3 separate regions of the Rattus norvegicus genome follow, and regions 1 and 2 are each linked to region 3. A link is a contact called in public Hi-C data. All regions are on one chromosome and are shown on one strand. Each heading gives the region's core, a stretch centred on a gene start, on an enhancer-like site or on the middle of the called end of the contact. The rest is flanking DNA. Distances are from core to core; before and after follow the strand shown. Region 1 has its middle 410 kb from the start of Tcf4. Region 2 overlaps Tcf4 (transcription factor 4). Region 3 holds the start of Tcf4 (transcription factor 4).

Evidence for each region. A called contact is a pair of places that touch in the nucleus more often than the background predicts.
Region 1: a Hi-C map of the A7r5 cell line shows a contact between it and region 3, with 2.6 times the contacts expected there. The contact joins the enhancer-like site here to the promoter of Tcf4 in region 3. A contact is called at or near these places in 3 of 12 Hi-C or Micro-C datasets (the A7r5 cell line, frontal cortex and psoas muscle) and 1 of 1 datasets of contacts at active chromatin or transcription factors (oligodendrocytes).
Region 2: a contact with region 3 is called in a Hi-C map of frontal cortex, with 2.7 times the contacts expected there. The contact joins the enhancer-like site here to the promoter of Tcf4 in region 3. A contact is called at or near these places in 4 of 12 Hi-C or Micro-C datasets (the Rat2 cell line, Schwann cells, frontal cortex and 1 more) and 1 of 1 datasets of contacts at active chromatin or transcription factors (oligodendrocytes).

Annotation. Positions count from the first base shown.
Region 1 is chr18:64,809,662-64,812,361 of GRCr8, reverse strand. No RefSeq gene overlaps it. Among named protein-coding and RNA genes, the nearest start is that of Tcf4, 410 kb to the left of the region's middle. Within about 2 kb of position 1,396, at least 34 of the 93 cell types and tissues checked have an H3K27ac peak or open chromatin away from gene starts, as enhancers often do. A contact at or near this core is called in the A7r5 cell line, where this site is marked.
Region 2 is chr18:65,549,828-65,552,527 of GRCr8, reverse strand. Tcf4 (transcription factor 4) reads right to left here. Exons shown (of 19, transcript NM_053369.2): 15 at 1,059-1,194. Among named protein-coding and RNA genes, the nearest start is that of Ccdc68, 270 kb to the left of the region's middle. Within about 2 kb of position 1,302, at least 14 of the 93 cell types and tissues checked have an H3K27ac peak or open chromatin away from gene starts, as enhancers often do.
Region 3 is chr18:65,218,282-65,220,981 of GRCr8, reverse strand. Tcf4 (transcription factor 4) reads right to left here and starts at 1,337. Exons shown (of 19, transcript NM_053369.2): 1 at 1,246-1,337. The coding sequence starts at 1,317.

The sequences.
Region 1 (2,700 bases), core at 147-2,646, 410 kb after region 3:
AGTAGTATAAATGTTAACTCCATCTAATGTTCTAAGAGTTAGTTACAGCAGTATGAGGTGTTGCTAGGTCTGTGCCCTCCAGAACATCACTGTCTCTTGCCTTATGAACACTGGATGATATTTGAGCAGTTTGCACTCAATGGAGCTAACCATCCTTCCCAGCCTAACGAGTAGGTCTTCTGTTACTTGTCCTCAGCTAAGAACGAGAGGACCCAGATGATGCCAAGACTTTCTGGAGATCTGGAGAATCAAGTTTGAGCTTTTCCTCCATACTCACGCCCTGTCTTTCCCTGCAGTAAACATCTTAGCCTCGGTCAGTGATACTTAAGTCAGTAATATCTTAGGCAGGGCTAAGCCAATCAGCCCGAAGAGGTAACTACAGCAAAAGCGTATTGCTAGAATCTGCTCATAACCTCATTATGTTCTATTCCAGGAGGTGTGGCTGAAAAACTTACCTGATTGCAGATACAAAAGGGTGTCTGCATATCATTCTGGGTTTCAGAATCCTAGCCTGATGCTTATAATACGGTTGTATTTCCACTGTAGGCTCCCTAAACGCTATAGCCCAACAATGTTCAGGGCAAGGCGATGCTGACCATATTTATACGCCTCTTGTAAGTTACCAGAGGGTGATTCTCCAGCACAGGTCTGTGGAGTTTCACAAATCCAGAGAGGCAGAGAGAGACCTGGCCAGGAACACACAGGAAGCTGGAGCAGCGCCACCTGCAGGATCCTGGAGGCTGGGAATCCGGATGTGCACAGATTCCTAGGAGACCAAAAAAAAAAAAAAAAAAAAGCCAAAGCAGCTTAAATGGTCAAAGAACACAGCATAAAGTGAGCTGCAAGGGTCAGATCTGGAAGGGAGCCCAAGTCTGAGTCTCCCCGTCCATCTGGGGATAAACTTGGCTCGTAATCAGGCCTGACAATTAGGCCGTACAGTTAATATTTTTACAGCTGTTTTATTAATAACACATACAGTGCATCCAGCCAGGATTTGTTGGAGACACCTCAGGAAAACGAATGATGTAAATAACAGATGGATGTAGAATATTCCTACAAACAGGCATAAAGATATTCCCTTCTTGTTTAAAAAGAATTTAAATAGACAGATTGTAGATAAACAGGCAGACAGAAACGGGGAAAGAGAGAATTTACGATTTTTGAGGTAGTGGTTGCATGCGTTCACACGGCGGCAGAAAGCATGGACACAAACACCCCTGCTCTCTGTATGGCGATGTGACTCAGAGCTTTGGCTTCGGGAAGACAAACTTCCTTGGTGGAAGGGGGGTGGCTCGCACAGTCAGGGGAGCCATTAGAAGCAGGTGCAGGGAGGCCATTTCTCCGATCGTCCTCAGGAACGTGGTGGGGTCCAGAGAGGTTTCAGAGCCTAGTCAGACCTGCTTTAGCCCAGCCTTGACCCAGCACAGAGCCCAGGAGTGGACCGCCTGCTTTCGGCCTCTGTCAATCATTTAGTGGATGGCCTGCGCACTCTCCAATTTCACATGCGAGCTAGGAGCCGTGATATTTCAATTTGAAAAGAGACGTTAAAAATTCAGGAGCTTCCTCGTCTTTTGTTTTCACTCCTACTATCTTTTTTTTCCCCCTGTACTGCTTTTTCATGAGCGTGCTGCACTGTGCTCCTTCCTTACTTTGCAACCAGATGGCTCAGGAATGAAGAACAAAGGCCACTAAAAAGTGGGCGGGGAGAGGGGGGCGGGGGGGGGGCACAGGGCTGAAAGTCAAGAGGAAATCTGAGATGGTAGCACAACTCAGTTGTTTAATCACCAGTAATTCCGGGATAAATTATGAACCTAGGACAGATGTCGCTCTTCCCAGCGACCCTCTGTGCGAGGTGTGCTTGTTTGTGCTGTGTCTTTGCCGGCGACATAGACACACACAGGCCCAGTTTTGTTTGCAGCGGTGAGGTCTTAAGGTAGTATCCTGCTATTTTCTGTGCATCTTCTTACTTCCCTGCACATGTCAAAAGGGGAGGGGGCGCCTGTCATGGGAGGGAGAATTGCCAAGCAACAACATCATCATCATCATCATCATCATCATCACCATCATCATCATCATCATCATCATCATCATTGTTGTCGTCGTCGTCCCCCTGCCTGGACATTACAGTACAGTTGACCAAATAGCTCAGAGTTGGAACGAATGGCAGTTCCCAACTGAGTGACCTTGGGCAGGTCACTGACCTCTTCGCTTTTAGCTTCCTTTTCAGACTGTCTCCCTGCAAAGGGACACTGTGGCTGCTAACCGGGTAATATCTTGAAAACGGGAACAGGCTCTGTGGGAAGACTGTGGTCATCTTAGACGTGACAAAGAGGAGTCCTCAAGGCTTTGCTTTCTGACAATTGTCTGCTTAATTTCCTGTTGCACTTAGCCCTTGACCTAACCTGCCTTTCCAGATGAGACCTTGGAACCTTTGCCTTAAAAGAGTCCCTATGTGAACCACAGTGAATCTTTTGTCTGAGCCACCAATTGCACTTACTGTATACAAGTCATTATTGTCACCCATTGCACTTACTGTATACATGTCATTACTGTCACCCATTGCACTTACTGTATACATGTCATCAAAACCCTGTTAGTTTCCAGGATGATCTCCCAGCTGCTTGGTTTATTTTGTTGCTCCTACGTGACCCATAGGAAGATTTCCTTTTGTTTCCTTTCCTTTCCTTTCCCTTCCTTTCC
Region 2 (2,700 bases), core at 53-2,552, 330 kb before region 3:
AGGTGCCACATCTAATCTCTAGTTCTCATGGTTGCTTAGCAAGTGCTCTTAATGTCTCTCTGGCCCCCACATTACATTTAAAACATGACCTTAATGTCATCTATTTCTCAGGTTGACGCGTGCCTCTCGTGGAGATCTTCTACCTATACTCTCGGTATTCTGAAAACTTGTGACTGAGAATTTGTTTCAGGGGCCGGGAGCATTTGTACCATTGGGAGCCCTGAGCAAGGCACAGTCCACTGCCATGCTATCAGAATCTGCTACTCTTCAGCTACAGTTTGAGAACGGCGTAACAGAGAGTAAAAAGAAAAGCCAAGGGCTCACTCTTGCTTGGGTAAAGAGTGAACAACTCATTTGTATCTATAAAAAGTATACAATGTTCACACTGCTTAACGGCTGAAAGGCTAGTTATAGGACTCCCCAAGGTAGCATTATCCTGTTTATTTTAAAAGTGGAAGGAATGAGGAGACGCGGGGCCATTGTTCGTCTGGCCCGTGAGTAGCACAGGAAGCTGGACCCAGGTTGAGTCTTTGTAGCACAACTTCCTGGGGACATGGCAGGTCCCTGTATCTGGGGCAGGGTGGGGGATGCCAACATGGACATGACACATGGTTCCCGGGCTTGATCACTCAGGAGCAAACAACAACCACCCCAGTTCCTTTTTAATGTACCTACATTTCCTTCCATCTTGAACAGCAGAAACAATTTCCTTCCTACCCATTTGGAAAGCTCATTTTCAGGCCACAGCTAACCGTATTAGGGGATCTGAATGAGTGAGATGTGGAAATAGCTCAAATAACATTTCCTCTCGGCAGTCTGTCGTCTCATTCCCTACTCAGATGGGACTGGGATGTCAGAGGGTGTCGGAGGGTAACCGTTACCGAAGGAACACAAATTAGCCGGCCAAATTCTAGCTCCTTTCCCATTATTTACCACTTTGGTACAAAATTTGGCTCTTGGTTTTCTGCCAGGGCCTCCGACATGCTGCCAAAGACGCTTAAAATCTACATGAAGTCGGCTGTTCCCCAAAGGTCAGCATGCCTTCTGACCTGACTTACCTCTGTAAGGGTCTTGGGGTGGGTTCAAGTCAGGGGAAGTTGCAGACTGGACTGGAAGCTGTGGAACCGGAACCTGGTTTGGCAGGAGAGAATGGCTGCCTCTCAGTGCCACGCCATCTTCACGGTGGGCCCCGACCTGAAACAACAAAAGGAATCAGGGCACTGAGTGTGGACTAGGAGGGACAACGGCTATTTCCCAGGGGTAGCTAGGACTTGATGCAATACCAGTAGCCTGTGGGAGTTTGGGGGAAGAGCCGCCCTGTGCATTTCACTAGAGGGCGCTGAAGGACTGCACATACACCTACAGGTCTGTACAAAAAGAGAAAAAGAAAAAAAAAAGAAAAGAAAAGAAAAAAAAAACAAAACCCAAAACCCAAAACCCAACACTTAACTCTCAGTATGATGCCATGCCTTACATCCAGTGACAAACACAGCAGAGCAGCTCAGGCAGGTAAAACGTCAAATTGTCTCCCAGGGTGCTGCAGCGGAGCGCACTGATTCTTACCCATCTGTCTTCTATCATGTCCGCCAACAGATCCGACAATTATCTTAATGCCCATATGCTTAATTGTGGGCTTCCCAATTCCCCCATTGCTATCGGAAATCCTACAGGAATTTCAATTTGGCATTCGGCTTTCATTTCAGGGGATAAGATTCCCAGGCCTGCCATCCTTTTCTCTTTTCTTTTTTTTTTTTCCTTTTCTTTCTTCCCTTTTCCTTTCTGCCTCTCATTTTCCATAATGCCAGCTAAGTCTCTGACAGCGGAAGCTATGCAGCATGGGACATAGCCCCCTGCTCGGTACGGCTATAATAAAATGTCACCTGGCTCTCCGAAAACTGGCGGCCCTTTCCAAATTAATGTTCACTGTGTTTCATCAGCTGCTGAGCTCCAAACCCAAAGGGGAACCACTTCTGCCAAGGCCACCACACCGGAAAATGTACCAATAAAGGTTTTATTAAACACACCAGTAATGCCATCATTGCCGTGTGAGGATGTTTGGACGTTTTTCCAGCTTCCTCCCATCCCCACTACTTGGATCTGAAGAAAGACGCCGGAGTACAAATACTCCTCATGCTTCCGAGAATGAACTTCCAGAGCTCAGCGCGGTTACTTGACTTGAAAAGATTACCATGGCGTTTTGTGACATGGTGCTACCTATGCTGCAGTTCAGTGTTGGTGAGGCCGTGGCACTGGGGGTGTGGTTGCTGACTCTGTAGCACACGCCTTGGGGTAGAACCACTAAGAAGGTGGAGTCCGAGGCACAGGAAGTTCTTACATTTACCTCTGTGTTTCCAGGTGTCGATTTAGAGAGCCCACTACCCAGTGACTATACCAGAAAAACATGTATCCATGAGTGTCTACTGTGGAGAATCAACATTTACTTCTCTAGTGAAAACTAGAAACGCACAAAGCAAAATTCTTCAATTTTTTTTGGCCACCAAAATGTTTTAAATAAGTATTTCTGAAGATGTGAAACAAAACTCCCATCTCTCTCTCAAGGGTTTTGTATCAGACCCAGCCCTAAACTGCACACACTCATGTGCACACACACACACACACACAGACACACACACAGACAGACACACAACACACACACAGACACACACACAGACACACACATACACACAGACACACACACAG
Region 3 (2,700 bases), core at 88-2,587:
CATGAACCCAAATCAAAATCAAAATGCCACCTGCAGTAATTTCTCACTTCAGCTCAAACATGAGAGCAACGTAGGCAAGTCTCTCTCTCTCTCTCTCTCTCTCTCTCTCTCTCTCTCTCTCACTCTCTCTCAATCTTTCACTCCCTCTCTCTCTCTCTCCAGCATCTATTTCCGCCCTAACTGGTTTCCCTCTTCTCCTCCAGTCTAATGCGTTTCACACACCTTCCCCGAGTCAGAGCCTGCAAAAAAGCAAAGGAGCGAATGGAGAAAGTGCAACAAGCAGAAAGGGGGCTGCAAAGCCGCCTATGGGCCACTGCTTCCTGCCAAAACTTTCAGAGAACCACTTCTCCACGGGGTCTGCGGGAGGAGCAGCAGAGGTGGCAGCCAGCTTCGGCAGGCAGCAGGAGCGGGAGCAGAGTGGGGGAGCCCCACTTAGAAGGTGGTGTGGATTTTATTTGTGTGTTTGGGGGGATTCTTTTTTTTCCCCCTTTTGCTTTACAAAACGCATGTTACACCAAACTCATCTGGCATTAAAACTGCATCCATGCTCCTGACTTGTCTGGAAGCAGAGGGGAGGGAAGAAGAACCAAGAGAGTACAGTAGTAAAAACTCCACAAGTGTGTAAGTTCCTCTTTGTGCTGATTTCAAGACTGTAATTTACTAAAATAGTCCAAGGCACACTGAACAATGTATGCTCAATTTATGCATAGGAGTTCCCAGAATCCCAGAAGAGGCGACCAGGCGGAAGTCAAGAGGACCCACACAGAACCATCCGCCTCAAGTTCAGGGCACCTAGCTCCTCTACTGCCTATTTTCCATTTTTAAAGTAAATAAATATTATGTAAATCAGATGTGCAGCCTGACACAAAGTTAGCAGCGCACTCTGTGTGCAGACGTGGCCAAGTTTTTGGTGGACTTTATAGTTTTAAGAGGGTTATCTGGTTTTCCTTTCTGCTGGATTGAGATTCCATTATTTATAGAGAAATTGGTAGGTAAAGAAATCAAGGCAAGTAATTAAACTCGTAAAAAATAAAAATAAAAAAGCTTGAGTTTTCCACATCCCAAAATTAGTTGTTAAAAAGAAAAAAACTTGTCAAAAAGACCCTCACATTTTCCAAGGATTCAGCCAATTAAAAATTATCCCAGTCTTTCCCATGTCTATGGGTGCCTAGCTGGAGTGTTGGGGGAGGGTTGTTTTTTTTTTTTTTTCCACAGCTGTTGTTAGTTTCCACCGTTCTTTCTTACCGCACTGAAATCCAGTAAATCACTCAGCTCTTTGTCCGTCCCTAAGGCAGCCATTCGCTGTTGGTGATGCATTTTAGCAAAATCACACAAACCTAGAAACATGGAAATAACCGCAATCAGAAAATCCAGTCCCAATCCTTGGAGAAAACACAATCGGATTTTTGGAGACTGGGGGGTTTGGTGGGGTGGGGGGGATATAGGGGCGGATGGGATTAAGGTAGAAAAGGAGGAAGGAATGGGAGAGTTGTTGGGTTTTGTTTTGATTTTTTTTTTAATGGAATAGGCAGCAATAGCAAAAAAAAAAAAAAAAAGGAAAAATAGCAATATTGTATTTCCAAAGAGACGATCAAACTAGTAACATCCACTATAAAACCAAATCCAGGAGAGAAGGGGGGTAGCCGCTCTTCAGCGCATCCATTTATGCAACAGGAGGTAGAGCGAGAAATGAATGGATCACAGAGAAAAGAGAAACTACTGCACGAACCGGTCTCAACTTTCCCCCCACCCTCCACCCCACCCCCTCACACGCACACACTCACGCGCACACACTCGCACACACTCATAGCACTCCCTCCCCCCCCACCCCCCACCCCCCCCCCTCGCCCTGCAAAGTAGCTCGAAAGAAATTAAAGACCAGCGTCTCTGGAGTGCAAACCGGTCCACAGGGGGGTGGGGTTGCCGGGGAGGGAGAGCCCAGAAGAGCCTCAGGGTCCTCCAATTGTCCTGCACCCCTAATTTGTGAAAGAAAGGGTTGTAAAAAAAAAAAATTGAAGTCAGGCCCATTGGCAAAGTGCGCTGTGCCCGGGAGCCCGCCGGGCCCGGAGGGGGCGGAGGCCGGGGGAGGGGACGCCGCCGCTCCCCAGCTCCCGAACCCCGGCGGGGACAGCCGGGACCACGGGGCCCCGAGCCCGTGTGCGGCCGCCCAGCCCGGCCCGGCCCGGCCCCGCCGCGCATCCGCCCAGCCGGCCCCGCCGCGCCGCTACCTACCGCCCGCGCGCGACGAGGGGCTCCCGGTGCAGCGCCGGCGCCCAGGCGGCGGTCATGTCTATCCCCCTGCCTCCGCCACCACCACCTCCTCCAACGGCCGGCGCCCGCGCCCGCTCCGGCTTCCCCGCCGCCGCCGCCGCCGCCGCCGCCGATCCGCAGACACACAGCCAAGATCCCTGACTCTTAACACCAACTCTCTTCTCCCGGGAGGGGAGGGGACGAGGGAAGGGGGGAGGGGGAACACGGCGAGGCGCACGGAATTGCAAGTTCAGCAAAGAAATGGGTGGGGGGGCTCCGGCGGGGAGACGCGGCGCTCCGGGTCGGGCTGCCTAGGAAACACCCCCACCCCAGAAAAAAAAAAAATCCCAACACCTCCCCCGTCTCGAGGAAGAAAAAAAAAAACAAAACCCACCAAGGAAAATTCACCCAGCACCTCATTTTCCCCCTCAGATCGCCAGTTACAATCTG